Regions from separate parts of the Triticum aestivum genome. Here region 2 is linked to region 1. A link is a contact called in public Hi-C data. All regions are on one chromosome and are shown on one strand. Each heading gives the region's core, a stretch centred on a gene start, on an enhancer-like site or on the middle of the called end of the contact. The rest is flanking DNA. Distances are from core to core; before and after follow the strand shown. Region 1 holds the start of LOC123122299 (polygalacturonate 4-alpha-galacturonosyltransferase). Region 2 holds the start of LOC123122300 (protein STAY-GREEN, chloroplastic).

Region 1 (7,220 bases), core at 4,505-7,004:
TGATACTTCTGTGCAATTAACTCCCACGCGACGCTAGCCTGTCAACTCGTACGCGTCTGCCGTTCGTCTTTGCAGGAATCAGTGCGCCGCTTTTGATCTGTCGTGCTGAGACATGACTTAGCAAAAACCTAGTATCGCATGGTCTTCTCGCCCGCGGAGCTACGATCTGTATTCTGAGATGAACAATCATGAATCGGCCAGGCACTCTAGCTTCGTTTTGATGCAGCCTGCTATGGCTCTGAGAGAATCCATCCAGAAAGAGGCGACGGCCGGCGATGCCAACGCCGGTGCCGCCGCGTGCCTCCCGTGCTCCCGGCGAGCGACCTCCGCCGCGTCCGCCGTGTCTGCAAGGAGTGGCGCGACGTCATCTCCGACCCTGCCTTCATCGACGAGCACACGGTTCACGGACCGCGGGCCCTGACCCACACCGTCGTGTTCTTTCCCGGACGAAGCTGGATCCAGAAGGCCGAAGGCTCGGACGGCGGCAGCGGGTTCCTCTTCGACGAGCAGTGGCGACTCACGGCCACGTTCACGGCAGACAGGTCGGAGGACATGATAGGCACTTGCAACGGACTGCTCTGCTTCCTCGACCGCGGCCAGGGCTCCATCACCGTCGTGGAGCCCTTCACCGGTGAGTCGCTCGCACTTCCGTTGCCGCCGGAGACGCGGCGGAGGCACAAGGGCGACGCGTACTGCTTCGGCTTCGACCCCGGTTCGAGGCGATACAAGATCGTTCACAAGGGATTCCAGGATGGCCCCGCTGAGCAAGCAGTGCACGTGTGCACGGTCGGAGGCGGCGAGAGCTGGAGGAGCGTGCACGTCGCCGGCGGCGAGACCCACCGTGGCCCTGCGTGCGCCGACGGAGCGGTGTACTGGATCGTGGCAGGGGAGGACCGGGAGACGAGGATCGCGCGCCTCGACCTGGCGACGGAGGAGGTGACGTGTGACTCCATGTGGAACCTGATAACGCCGGCGCTGAGCACGACGTGATGACCCTCGGGCGATTGTACGGGTACTGGGACGCGCTGTTCATCGGAGACGGAGGCCGCTGCTTGGTGCACGAGACCGTGAAGCTGCCTCCCCTGCGGCGCCCCTCGCTGCGGCAGCCGCTGCAACGGGGGCACCTCCTGCTGGAGGACCGTGGCGACGGCGGCATGTACGCTCACCCGATTGCGCCGTCGAGGAATGGTGTGGGCTTGGGAAGCTGCTGCTCAAGATAGGCAGGGAGGAGGAGGAGGAGCCGGCCATGGCCAAGAGCTCGTCGAGCAGCCAGCACGCTGACAGGACGCCCAGGTTGTTCACCGCGGTCCCGTTCAGCCAGGAGCCGGCGGCCCGAGCGCCACATGAACCAGGCAATGCAAGAACGTTTTGCTATGCCCCGACGGTGTCTCCTGCTCCCTTGGCACACTACTTTGGAAAGCTCTGACTTGAGGCCTGCACAAACTACAATCAAAGGCAGAAACCAGTGGCTTAATTAATTGTACATATTTCTCATTGATTTATGTCATTATCCCTTGATCCATCTTGACTCATGAGTTTGATTCTGAAAACCACCACTCGAATACTCCCAAGCAACAGCAAAGATAATGCAATTCTTACAATTATCCCTCAACACGTCTTCTCTCATAATTTTGATCCTGAATACCACTTAAATCATCTGAGCAACAGCAAGAAAATGCTGCAATTCTTACAATCACCATTACTCCAGAAATTCTACTATAGTAGCCCTAAGCAACACGGTAACACCAACAACAGGCACGCGTTCAACAGGTTTAGCGTGATTTTGTTGGCCAAACAAATTGGATATTAAGCTGCACATCAATTGAACAAAGGAACTGCTAAGACTATAACACATCAATCATGAGAGCGTCCATGAGAAATTTCCAGGGTGCAAGCAATCAATAGCTCCAGCCGATACTACTTCCCTTAATCTACATAGTTCACTACATGCTTCAAGGAGAAAGGGGACACTTCTGCTTCAGATGTGTGATCTTCTCCAGCCGCTTCATATCACATCTACTCACTCAGGTTGCATCCGCGGATGTAAGGGTGGTCATACTTTATATACCTTGTCCAGTATGGTCGATACTTGGTCATTGCCAGCTCCAGCCATGGCTTCATGTTCCCATTGTAATGAGCGACAGCAGCATTGTCTATCTCTGAGCGGTCGATGCTTGGGTTGTATCCTAGTCCAAGGACATGCCACGATTTATCAAGGGGGTGCGTCAGCTTGTAAAACGTCATGAGCCCAGGTGGAAGTGTCCCGAGCTTCCAAAGAACCCTGTCTTCATTCTAACAGAAGAAAACGGTAGGATAATGTGAGAAATGATGCATTTGAACAATGATATGAAATCCTACGGTGATGTTAGTAATCTCACCATGGTTTGCCACTTGTGGTAGATCCCGGTAATATCCTTGTTCTTCCACTGCTTGAGATCAAAGATGTTCATCCCATAAGCCCAACCACAAGCATTAGGATCAAAGTTCCGAGCAATGTGTGGATTTGAGAAGTTAAGATACTTGTCAAAACGGTGGAAACTCTCTCCACAGGTAAACACCGCACCATTAACCATTCCGTTTAGATCAACATCCCACAATCCTGTCAAATCTTTCTGCACAACTATGTCGTCATCGAGGAAAAGTATCTTATCCAACTTTGGATAGATCTCTGGGAGATAAAATCTCAAGTGGTTCAGCATGGAAAGGTACTTGGGGTTACGGTACTTTAGGTTTGAAGAACCTGCTGAAAGAGTGGTGGGACGATCAGCCTTGAAATAAAACTCTTTCATGGCAGCAGACTCCAGTTGACGTAAAACAGGACAGTACGATGAGTTCAACCACTTAAATTCATCCACATTCTCAACATGGATAGTGGCCTTGCCAGGTGGGTTCAGCAAAAACCACATGTTCATGGCTCCAAAGTTCAACTTATCAGTCACAAGATGGAAAACATGTTTCTCAGGCTCCTGAAAAAGTTGTATCGACCATTATCGTTAGAAACAGCTATCATACAAGAGTGCATTGATAGGAGAATCTTGAAAATTACCTTAGCATTCATGATGGTTGAGTTTACAACAACAGAGGCAGCCAAGACATTGTCCGAGAAAAGTGCATAGTGGTAGAGCTCTGGATTTTCCAAGTTTTCACTCCTCGGGAACTTCCGTTTCTCCACAGGAAGGAGATAGTAATCTATTGTTAAGCGCATAGACAAGCAGTGAATGCTGTTTGGAATCGTCTTTGCAGCCAACTGGCTGAGAAATGTGCTCTGCTTCTTCAAGCTCCTGACCTGTTCATCTGCTGACTGAAGCATTGCCCTTAGTCTCTGACTTATCACCTTGCAATCATACAATTCTTCTCTGGCCTTGGTTAAAACTTGACCCATCGCTCTCATTCTATCAGGTGCACTGTAAAGTAGCATACTTGTGAAAAGAGAGGAACAAGGTAACTGAGTAAGAAATAAGCAATAATACTTTCGACGCAGCACACCTGCGATGAAGTTCAGCATCTGCAGTAGCCTCTCCTACGGCCCGATGGCTTTCCTTGATTCGGCTCTGCAGTTCTTGATAAAGACCATGCTTGTTCTTTGATTTTGCAAGCACAGAGTAAACACGAGCCATAATAATTTGGTCCCTCATCAACCTGACTGTTGAATCTGAGTTCTCATTCTCATTCTCTTTTCTCCATATGCTGTATTTCCCAAGGACAGCAGAATCTACAGCCTTTGATCGCTCAATAGCCGCATTCTCCAGCTTAACAAGCGCTTCATCATCTTTCCGTACTAAATCCATTGCCCTCTTTTCCCGCCTTATCTCCCGTAGTTTCTGTATCAACCAAATAGTACCAAGACGTCATATGAAAGATTTATATCAAGTTATCAACAGAGACAAGAATGTATTAACATATATATCAGTTACTTACCCTTCGAGCTATTTTTGCTGCTGTATCAACTTGATGTCCATCTGCATGGACAATAACTTTATTATCTCTACTTAGTTAAATTATGTAAGTGAATAACTTGAAGAAGAAAAAACAATTATATCTATACCTGAACCATCCTTGGGTGCTTTATATATTAGAGGTACATGTTCTGCAGAACTGTTTTGAGCTTTTGCCTTGTCGTCAACAACCAAATTAGTATTCATCTTGTGATCAACTAGATCATCAGTTTTCCAAGAAGGAGAGGGATGATCCCTAAAGAAGTCAAGATTCAGAGTGCCTGTTTCTTGTTGACTAGCAGCTATAGCATCGATTACCTGAAGATCAATAAATTGGATGACTATAAGTACAGAGGAATTGAAGAAACTTAAGGTTTCATATGTTGAACAGCATAACAGTTCGAACAAGATAGTCTAAACTAAGTACAGCCTCATAAAACAGAAATATAGAATTGAAAGATGGGCATGTACACTACTAACTGCAAGATGTTCTGACCTCCTTAGACAAAACAGATTTCAGATTGTTTGTTGCCAGTTGCTCTTGCCAATCTGTTTCCTGCAAGACAGGCTTCAATGTGAGACGAATCGTAAAAAGTAAGGCTGGTAAAATAAATTTGACTCCCTTTTAGAATGGATAAATACCTGGTTGCCATCAGCACCCCTGGGATCTGCAAACGAACAAAATATGACATCACTTATTTATCTTAAGTTAATAAAATGTTGCTATCAAACATTACAACAAACATTGTTCCTAAATGCTACTACCTCCGTTCTAAAATATATGACGTTTTGGTAGGCTAAACTAGCCTACCAAAATGTCATTAGAGCGGAGGTAGTAACAGCTAACAACAAAAAAGGAAAGTAAGGTTTTAGCCGACGATAAAGCAAAAGACAACTCGATATGCTTAAGACAATCTTATCCTTTTCGTCCCATCATGGTTCAGTTTGCACAGATAAGTGTAGGTTTGATTTGTTATCACTACTACTATGCCATGGGTATGCATTGCGGCTTCTCCTAACAGCAGCATCCAACCTACAATTGAAATAAAACCTGGCACCAAGAGAGCAAAACAGGACAAGGATATCCAGATCTCTTGAATCAGAACGTCCACTGCCTCTCACAGGTTCGTGATCATTCACAGCTCCGTCTATTACCTTTTGGTTTTACAACCAAGCAACACGTTGCAGCTACAGTTCCCATCTAACCCTAGGAAGTGCCCACAGGCTGAGGCCAACCCGCATCAATTGCTGAATAACAATCCTGAACCACTTAAATCAAATCTACACGGCGGACTCCACTCTCGAGGTACCCTCGCCAAATCAAACCCGCGAAGCGCATCAAACTCGCGGCCCAGGCGAATCCAAGCGCGGGTGGACCAGCCTAGACGCAACGGGACCCGAAATTAAGAATCGATGGCGCCTCGTACGAAATCCATGGCACAGGAAGTGGTTTCTCTAACAAAAGTGGCCTGGGGAGTGAGGCGGGGCGAACCGGACGCGACGTGGACGTGGCCGCCGCTGCGCACGACGAAGAAGATCGACGGCGCGAGGACGAAGAGGAAGACGAGGACCACGACCGGCGGCAGCGCGCCGGAGCCGCGCCTCGCTCCGCCGCCAGCGCCCGCGGAGGAGTACGGGAGCCGCTTCGGGGACGCCATCTCCGGCGACGCGTCGCGGGCGGAGGGGGAGGGCCCTGGTCCGATCCGGTCGGAATGCTGCTGCGGCGGCGGCGAGGGGCGCGCGCACTTTCCCCCCTTCTCTCGCCCTCGCCTGCGGGGGAGTGTGGGTAGTGGCGTGGGTTAGCCACGAATGGCAAGGGAGGAATTCTGGAAAGATCGCGTATCGCTTTGGTTTGGTCTTGGGTACTGCGGTATCTGGGCCTACGCGATCGAAGCCCACGACGGAAGTGTGGGCCGGTTGGTTGGTGCCTTATTCATGGACCTACGCAATCGAAGCCCACGACGGAGGTGTGGGCCGGTTGGTGCCTTATTGATGGGTCTACGACGGATGTGTGGGCCTGTTGGCGGCTTAAATTCTGTAGATTTTGTTCATCAGTGTGGGGTGCAAATAAGGTCAACCAGGTGCTAGATATTTTTTTTTGCAGGTAACCAGGTGCTAGATATTCATGTTTCTCAAAAACAAAAGGTGCTAGATATTCATTGTCAAGCGATGGGGCAACGAATCAACTATGGCAAATCTTCCATCTTCTTCAGCAAAGGGGTTCCAGAAAATATTCGAGCTGAAATCAAGGGTTTGCTCCAAGTACCGAACGAAACACTGCATGAGAAATATTTGGGAATGACATCGGATGTGGGATCGTAAAAAATGATGCTTTCAAGTTTTTGAAAGATCGTTTATGGAGCAAAATTCAAGGCTGGATCGAAAAAACCTTATCCACTGTGGGAAAAAAGTCTAGGTTAAATCTGTGGCGCAGGCGGTGTCAGTCTTTTCCATGTCCTGCTTCAAGCTTTCTAGGGGTCTATGTGAGCACTTAAACATGTTGATAAGGAAACTCGGGTAGGGATGTAAAGATGGCCATCGACAGCCAATCTGGGTCTCTTGGAAGGATATGACACAACCCAAAGCGTTGGATGGTTTGAGATTCAAGGATTTCGAATTGTTTAATTTGGCAATGCTTGCTAAGCAAGGCTGGCGAATCGTCCAACTACCTGAGTCCCTCGGTGCTCGCATTCTTGAAAGTGTCTACTTCCCAACATCATCTATATTGCATGCAAACATTAGGTCTCACCCAAGTCAAATATGGAGGTCCATCATGGAAGGCATGGAAGTTCTAAAACAAGCACTCATTAAGCGCATAAGCAACGGAGCTTCCATAGATGTATGGATGGAGAATTGGATCCCCAGAGACGAGATGATGCGCCCCTACGGCAGCAAGGTGCAGTAACCTCATAGATTAGCATCGGACTTCATTGACTCCACGACGGCCACGTGGGATATACAGAGAGTCGAAGAAACTTTACTGCCCATTGATGTTCCAGCTATCATGGTGATCCCCATATGTACAAGGAATATCAATGATTATTAGGCATGGAATTTTGAGAGAAACGACTCTTTCTCGGTCTGCTCGGCCTATGGAATGTTGTTGACGACGCGGCAGCGGAGAGAAGCATGGCTAGATGGCACTTCGGGTTCTTCCAGTTCGCGTAGGGACGAGAAATCATGGAAGCTATTATGGAACACTCAGTTTCCAGCCAAGATAAGAATGTTCCTATGACGTTTGTCGAAGCATACGTTGCCTACTGAGGACGTAAGGGCACAAGTTTC
Region 2 (6,910 bases), core at 2,654-5,153, 210 kb after region 1:
CGTACCCCCGCGCCGCCTTCCCGAGCGAGGCGCCGGGGGCCCTTCCTCCGCGCGCCTACAGCCCCTCCCCGCGCCCATCCCTCCTCCCGCCGCCGTCAGCCTGCGCCGCCGGCCCTCGGCCGCGTGATGCTGGCGGCGGTGGGCTTGCCCTTCCCCGCGCGCGGTCCTCCCCTGCTCGGGCGGTGATGGCCGGCGGCGGTGCGCCTCGGCCGGTGGCGGTCTGGCGTCCTGGTGTGGAGGCCGGCGGTGCTCGCCGTGGTGGTGCCGCCTCTTGGCGGCGGGGTGGTCCGGTGGTGCTGGCCGGCCGGGGCGCGTCCCCGGCCCAGATCTGGGCCCGTAGGGTCCCTTCTGGGTCCTTGCGGGTCGGCTCCGGCGCGACCGTGACGCTCTCTGTATGGGGAGGCAGGGGAGCGGCTTGGACTGGGACAGCAACGCCGACGGCGTACCAGCTGCTGCGTGAAGGCGGGAGCTGTCCGGGCCTTTGAGGGCCCGGCCGGGCCTGTGGGGCCACGGGCCCGGTAGGCTCCTGCCATGGCGTCCGGTCCGCTACCGTCGTGGACGGTGGAGGTGGGGCCCTCCCGTATGCCGACGGTGCTGTTGCCCTAGTCCCGGCTCCTCTTCTCCGTTGTGCAGACCATCTTCGCGGTGCCGTGGTGAGACAGCGTGGGAAGCTTCGTGTCCGTGCTGGCGCAGGGTGGTGGTCGGTCTGGTGGCGAGCTCCGGAGTGCCTGAGGTCGAGGCTGGGATCGGGAGAAATCTCTGTTGGCTTGGCCGACACCGACGCGGTGGCGCCTCAGGGTGCCGCCGAACCTTCCTGGAGGGCGTCGGGGCTACCCTCCCTCTCTCCTCGCCGTGTACCGGGGGAAACCCTTGGCAGCAGCGTCGTCATCGTTGCGTCCCTTCTTGGAGGTGTTGTTAGGTACCGGCACTTCGGAGTCTCGGAGCTTGGTGGGCGATCTCCGGTGGACGCAGCGGTCACGAGGCTTCGTCGTTTTTGTCGATCCGCCGTTATCGGCATTTATTTCTTTTCTTTTTTTCTCTTTCCTTTCTTTTGGGCGTGTTTGTGCTGCTTTCGCCCCAGACCCTATCGTCGGTTATATCGGTTGGTTGCTTTGTAATACAAAGCGGGGAAACCCTTTTTCTCAAATGATTCGCCCGTCACCGCGGACGCGGACAGTAAACTTGAAACGACGTGTCGAGCAGTGGAGCCGTACGGTGTTTTAGCGGTAGAAGAAGGATGTCAAAGGCTTGCACGCATGAACTACAGCGGGTGCAGACAAAGTTGCAGATCCCAGCCATGACGCAAACTAGTACTGCTAATAATCAAACCAAAATCACCTTCCACCTCAACGTGTCATCCGTTCATCCATACACTGTCACTTTACCAAGTGACTCTGAATCGGCCAGGTCGAATCGATCGCTCGTGAGAAAGTTCCCGACCCAGTTTACCCAGACCGGCACGCCAACCCCGACAGCTACCGTTACCAACACACACACACACGCTTTCACCTCCAGAGCACGCACCGCGCAGAGAAATACAGTACTGTAGTTGCCAAACCCGCAACGACTCCAGAGCCCAGAGCCGTCCCGATCGACACCTCCCGATCGTGACACCAACGAGACGCCCAACGTGTAATTAGTATACTCACGCATGCTTATTCCACTACGTACACAAACCCGGCCGTGTTCCAACTTCCAAGTGTCAACATTGTACAAATGAAACTGTGAAATCTTGCTACTAGTACTGCCTATCTTGCAGACCGACCTTTGATTTAACTTTTACCCCCAAATGATACGCTTGCTCGCCATCTAAATAGTTGTATTTACAGGACACACGCATGGTATTACATTTGCCTGACTAACCTAAGCATGCACTAGAGCTGAGCTAATTAATTATCAAGCTCTACCAATTAAAGAATAGCGCAGCGCATGCATGCATGCAATGGTGCTTTCTTGCCGCCAATGCATGCGCTGCGTGTATGTACCTTCTTCTCGCAGGCTGAACAATTCGGCTAGTCTACGTAGTATGTCCGGGCCATGTCACTGCGGCGGCGCCTGGCCGGCGTCGGCGGCCATTTCGTGCTCCTGCGGCCAGGGGATGAGGCACTCGGGCGGGAAGCAGCAGTCGCACTGCCCGGGGCACCGCCGCGGCCACTGGCCCGCGCGTATCGCCTGCTCGTTTGCGGCCGTTGCCGTGGTCGCTACGGCCGCGTCGGCGGCTGGGGAGTCGGCGGTGGCGTTGTCGTCGTCGTAGGGCGCGGCGGCGTCGCGGAGCGGGCCCCAGCACTCGACGCGGTTGAAGTTGGGGTTGTTGGAGTGGAAGTAGACCCACACCGTGGCCTCCTCCAGCTCCGGGTGCTGGCTGAACAGGCTGCCGTCGCCGTGCACGAACGCCTTCAGAACCTGCCCAAACCAAAGGCAGAGTCAGAAGATGTGCCAAAAGAACAAGCAGCTACTACTTCACTGTCTAGCGACAGCAAATTTTGCAGATAATATTGGAACTTCTACAATTACTACTTTATAAATCGCTGCACATTTAATCTTTATCTGCAACTTTTGTTAATAAGGCATCGATCAGCTTGAGATCGCAGTAGTATGATTAACTCAGGAGATTCTGTCCAAAATTTAGCCTTCCCAAGGCGGCAGACAAGAGTGCAAAGCAAAAGATGGCCTAGTTCAAAGCCCACAGCTAGCTAGCACATGTTGAAACTGTACGAGGCCAAAATAATGGTGACACGGACATAAAGACACTGTGTGTTGATCACGCTATGGAGAATCATGATGCTGAAGAAATTGGCCATCAAATTCGTGGCCAAAAACACTCGCAGAGCGAAGAAATTCGTGGCCTTGGAAGAAAATACTATGTGGATGTGCGGGTGCCCACGTAGTGCCAGTGGGGCGATCGACGTTGGCAGGTTGGGACGTACCACGGGGAGCTCCTTGCGGAAGATGTAGTAGCGGAGCGGCGCGATGAGGTCGAGCAGGAAGTGGCCGCCGGAGATGTGGCAGTGGACGTGCAGCGACATGGCGCCCTGCACCTTCTTCCACTCGGCCACCACCTCGTCCCGCTGCAGGCGGTTGTACCAGCCCTGCAGCTGCGCGGCGTGGATGGTGTGCGACACCGCCAGCGTCAGCCGCGCCGTCACGTCGCTGTGGGTGAGCGTGTAGGTCCGGGGCAGCTTCCCCGGGTGCTTCTCCTCGTCCACCCCCACGAACAGCACCTTGAGCTTGGACGCCTCGAAGATGGCCGGACCGAACAGCCGGGCCCTCTGCAACCCACAAAACAGAGCATCGGATGTGTTCGTCAGTCCATCAAGCCACCGGCGGGAGATAGAGACTTAGAGAGGAGGAGACGGTGGGTGGATGTGGTTCATCTTACCGGCACGACGTGTCGCCTCCGGCGGCCGAGCACGACCACCTTCCCGGAGCGCGCGCTGGCGAGCCGCGTGCGCCGCTGCTGCTGCAGCTGCTTGAGGTGCGAGATGGGGAGCAGGGACATGGTGGAGGCGGTGGCCATGTTTGCTAGGCTAGCTAGCTCCCCTGGTACCAGTCAGGTTCTTCCGCTCTTACTTTCACCTCGGAGGCAGACAGAAGTGGGAGCTGAAGCAGGGGCCAAGAAAGGAAGCCTATGGAGCCTATGAAGCAGGATCGGCAGCCGGGGTCGCCGGCTAGTTAACCAAGCGGCGGGGAGCGAGCTAGGGGCAGCACGCTGTAGCTTGCACGCCTCGCTCAACCGGAAGAAGAAATCGATCGGCGACCAGGTTCAGCCGAGTGGAATCGCGTGTGCGTGCGGCACAGGCACAGACAGGGGGGAGCTCAATAGGATTCGTCGTTTGTTGCACTGCTCGTCGGTCAGCTCGGGCTAGCAGAGTTATAGGGGGGCGGTTAGGGTAGGGCAGGGGTCAAGGAAGGAGGAGGGTGGTGCCGTGGTGGTGGTGGAGTGAGGGGTCGCGAAACGTCGCGGTTGTGTGCGGGGCGAGGAAAGCTCCGTCGCGGGGCGGGGCGGGGCGGACCGGACGAACGAGGGAAACGCGGGCAAGTGATCGGTGGCGTGCCGGGGACTGCCTGCGAGTGGGGAGAAACTCCGGTGATTTGGGATTGGTGCGTCGGTGCGAGAAGGAGCGAGGAACGCTTGGATGTCTCCTTGTGCCGGCAGGTGGCGTCTCTCCATTGGTGGGAGCGAGGCTTGACCGTGGTTTAGCTCTACACGTGCCGTGGCCCACGTGGCTGCTGGTCCCACTTGTCATCCGCGTGTACTCCCGTATTGTGGTAGCGTACGTCTACTTGCCTGTGCTGTGCATAGGGTCCAGTGTTCTTTCGGGGCAGCCTGACACCATTTTTTCCCACCAAAATATGCTCAACTGTGCTCGTCATATTTTACATTTTTACTAAGGAGTTCCTATCATGCAAAAAAAATACTCCTCCCGTCCTATAATATAAGACTGCAAAAACGTCTTAGGTTATACGGGACAAAGTGGTATTTTATTGTGCTCGTCTAGGTTGCCTCAGTTTTGGCCTTCAATCGCATGCAGTACGGGTACTGTATTTGAATTATTGGAGCAACGTACTGGCAAACTTATTGCGCGCCAAGATATTTTCAGTGCGTCGTCGTTCCACACGCGACTACGGTGGTGCATAGAGTGAGGATGCTTCACGGTACAGTTGCGTAATGAGAAGTTGGGCGTATATACTGTGCATGGTTTGACTGTATACGTGCACTGCACTGCACCAAGTGGATGTCAAACGCAAGAAATGTGGTGGAACCTTTTCTTGTCTGACCCAAGACGGAACGATCATCGCACTAACCCCTTGCCATATATGTCCACGTAAGTCCGATGTACCAAATGGAAACACATGTGCCTAATAACCTGTTGACAGCTAAATAGTCATCTGGCTGCTTGGACCCTGCCATGCAAAGACAGTGAGATATAATACCTCCATCTTGGTTTATTGGCACCTTCATATTTTGCATTTTAATCTTAAATTTGTAAATTATGTTCAAACACGAATCCAACGACATAATTTCTGGTGACATGCATTTATATTTTGTTAGTTCAATTTCTAGTCAAAATTCGGCACAAAAAACGACTAAGACAAATAAACCAGGACGGAGGTAGTACACTTCTATCCATTTCCTTTGCCGAAATATCGTCAAGAGGGCAGAGAGCTCCGACACCACACATTTATATAGATTTATTTACGTAGAAGGCTAGTGTAAAGCCCGTGCAATGCTGCGGGTATTACTACATGTTTCTAGCGAGATTATTGTGAATGTTTATATATATACTTTACATTTTTTAAACATAGCATTGCAAACTTTAGATTGTTGAAGTGCATAAAAATAAAAATGTTAAATTTTATTACATTGCTTTGCCTTGCGCAGTTAAAGCAATTTTAATGATCGCATATTTACAAACTAGATCTGTTTTTCCACGAAGAGATGCCATTTCACCAATATGTGTGTCTTAAAAAAACATCTTATTATGAGCAACTAATAATAAGAAATACATATGCAAAATGGATGTATATATATATATATATATATATATATATATATATATATATATACATACATCACCCAGGGTAGAATAAATTATTCTTCACCCGAGGTAATCTTGCGATCGTTTCATAAAAAAATTACATATGGAATACAAATAGTTACATTCATGTCGATTCACTACGTAAAATTTGACATAAAAAACAAAAATACGGATCATAAGACCAGAAAAATTGCATTTTATGTATATTTTACACTATTTTTATGTCTGTAATTTTACGTAACATAAAATATTTTTTACGGTGATTACATATTTTGTTACGCTCTCTTATTACGTATGAAATATATAGGGATTGACTATTCGTCATCCTGGGTGAGGAATAGTTATTCTTCACCCCCTCTATTTTACCATCAATGCACCGTAATTTTACGTTTCGTAAGTTTTGTCTTATTTCCGACATAAAAAGAGACCGTAATAATATATATAATCATCGTAAAAAATATTTCATGTTATGTAAAATTACAAACATAAAAACATAGTGTAAAATACACATAAACTGCAAATTTTCTTGCCTTATGACCTATATTTTTATTTTTTATGCCAAATTTTACGTAATGAATCAATAGGAATGTAACTATTTGAATTCTAAACGTAATTTAATTATGATATGATCATAAGATTACCTCGGGTGAAGAATAACTTATTCTGCACCCTGGATGATGAATAGTAACACAATATATATATATATATATATGCCTGGGCACCTTGCATACAAACCGTCGGATTACATTAAGATGCGTGCACATGTATTAGTACTAGAACTAATGGATTAAACGTTGACACTTTAATTAGGAAAGAATTATTGCTTGATCTGGACACTTAATGCCCTCATTAAACAAGAAAGAGAAAATCAACAATTAATGGTCCATGCATGGTGCGTGTATTTTATTGATGTGTTATTTTTTTTACATACTTTGTCACGTACTAATTCATATACCTATAAAAATTCACGTACTAATTCATATACCTATAAAAATTCATATACCTCGTCACGTAGTAATTTATATACCTATAAAAATCGTATATCTAGTCACGTACTAATTCATATACCTATAAAAATTGTATACCTAGTCACGTACTAACTTTTTCATATACCTGGTCAATATCTATCGTATATGTAAATTGTACTATTTCTGGGTATATCTCCAATATCATTTACGGGTATGTCTCAAAATAATTTACGTGTATTAAAAATGGTGTATCATTTTTTTGGGTTATGTATCGTTCAAAGTGTATCACTTTTATGTATATCTTCAAAGCATGCATGTATTGAAAAAGGGTATGCGGGTATGATATGTTAGGTCCATGTATGTACGAAAAATCACGTATGGGTATTGGCATGCAACGTACAT

The links. A called contact is a pair of places that touch in the nucleus more often than the background predicts.
Region 2: a contact with region 1 is called in a Hi-C map of leaf, with 7 times the contacts expected there. The contact joins the promoter of LOC123122300 here to the promoter of LOC123122299 in region 1. A contact is called at or near these places in 3 of 5 Hi-C or Micro-C datasets (leaf and an unstated tissue).

The regions. Positions count from the first base shown.
Region 1 is chr5D:420,895,508-420,902,727 of IWGSC CS RefSeq v2.1, forward strand. LOC123122299 (polygalacturonate 4-alpha-galacturonosyltransferase) reads right to left here and starts at 5,755. Exons shown (of 9, transcript XM_044542479.1): 1 at 5,428-5,755; 2 at 4,578-4,603; 3 at 4,432-4,491; 4 at 4,046-4,253; 5 at 3,919-3,959; 6 at 3,487-3,821; 7 at 3,047-3,404; 8 at 2,379-2,966; 9 at 1,602-2,292. The coding sequence starts at 5,593. The coding sequence ends at 2,017.
Region 2 is chr5D:421,107,430-421,114,339 of IWGSC CS RefSeq v2.1, forward strand. It overlaps LOC123122300 (protein STAY-GREEN, chloroplastic), which reads right to left and starts at 3,904. Exons shown (of 3, transcript XM_044542480.1): 1 at 3,380-3,904; 2 at 2,928-3,269; 3 at 1,669-2,403. The coding sequence starts at 3,517. The coding sequence ends at 2,041.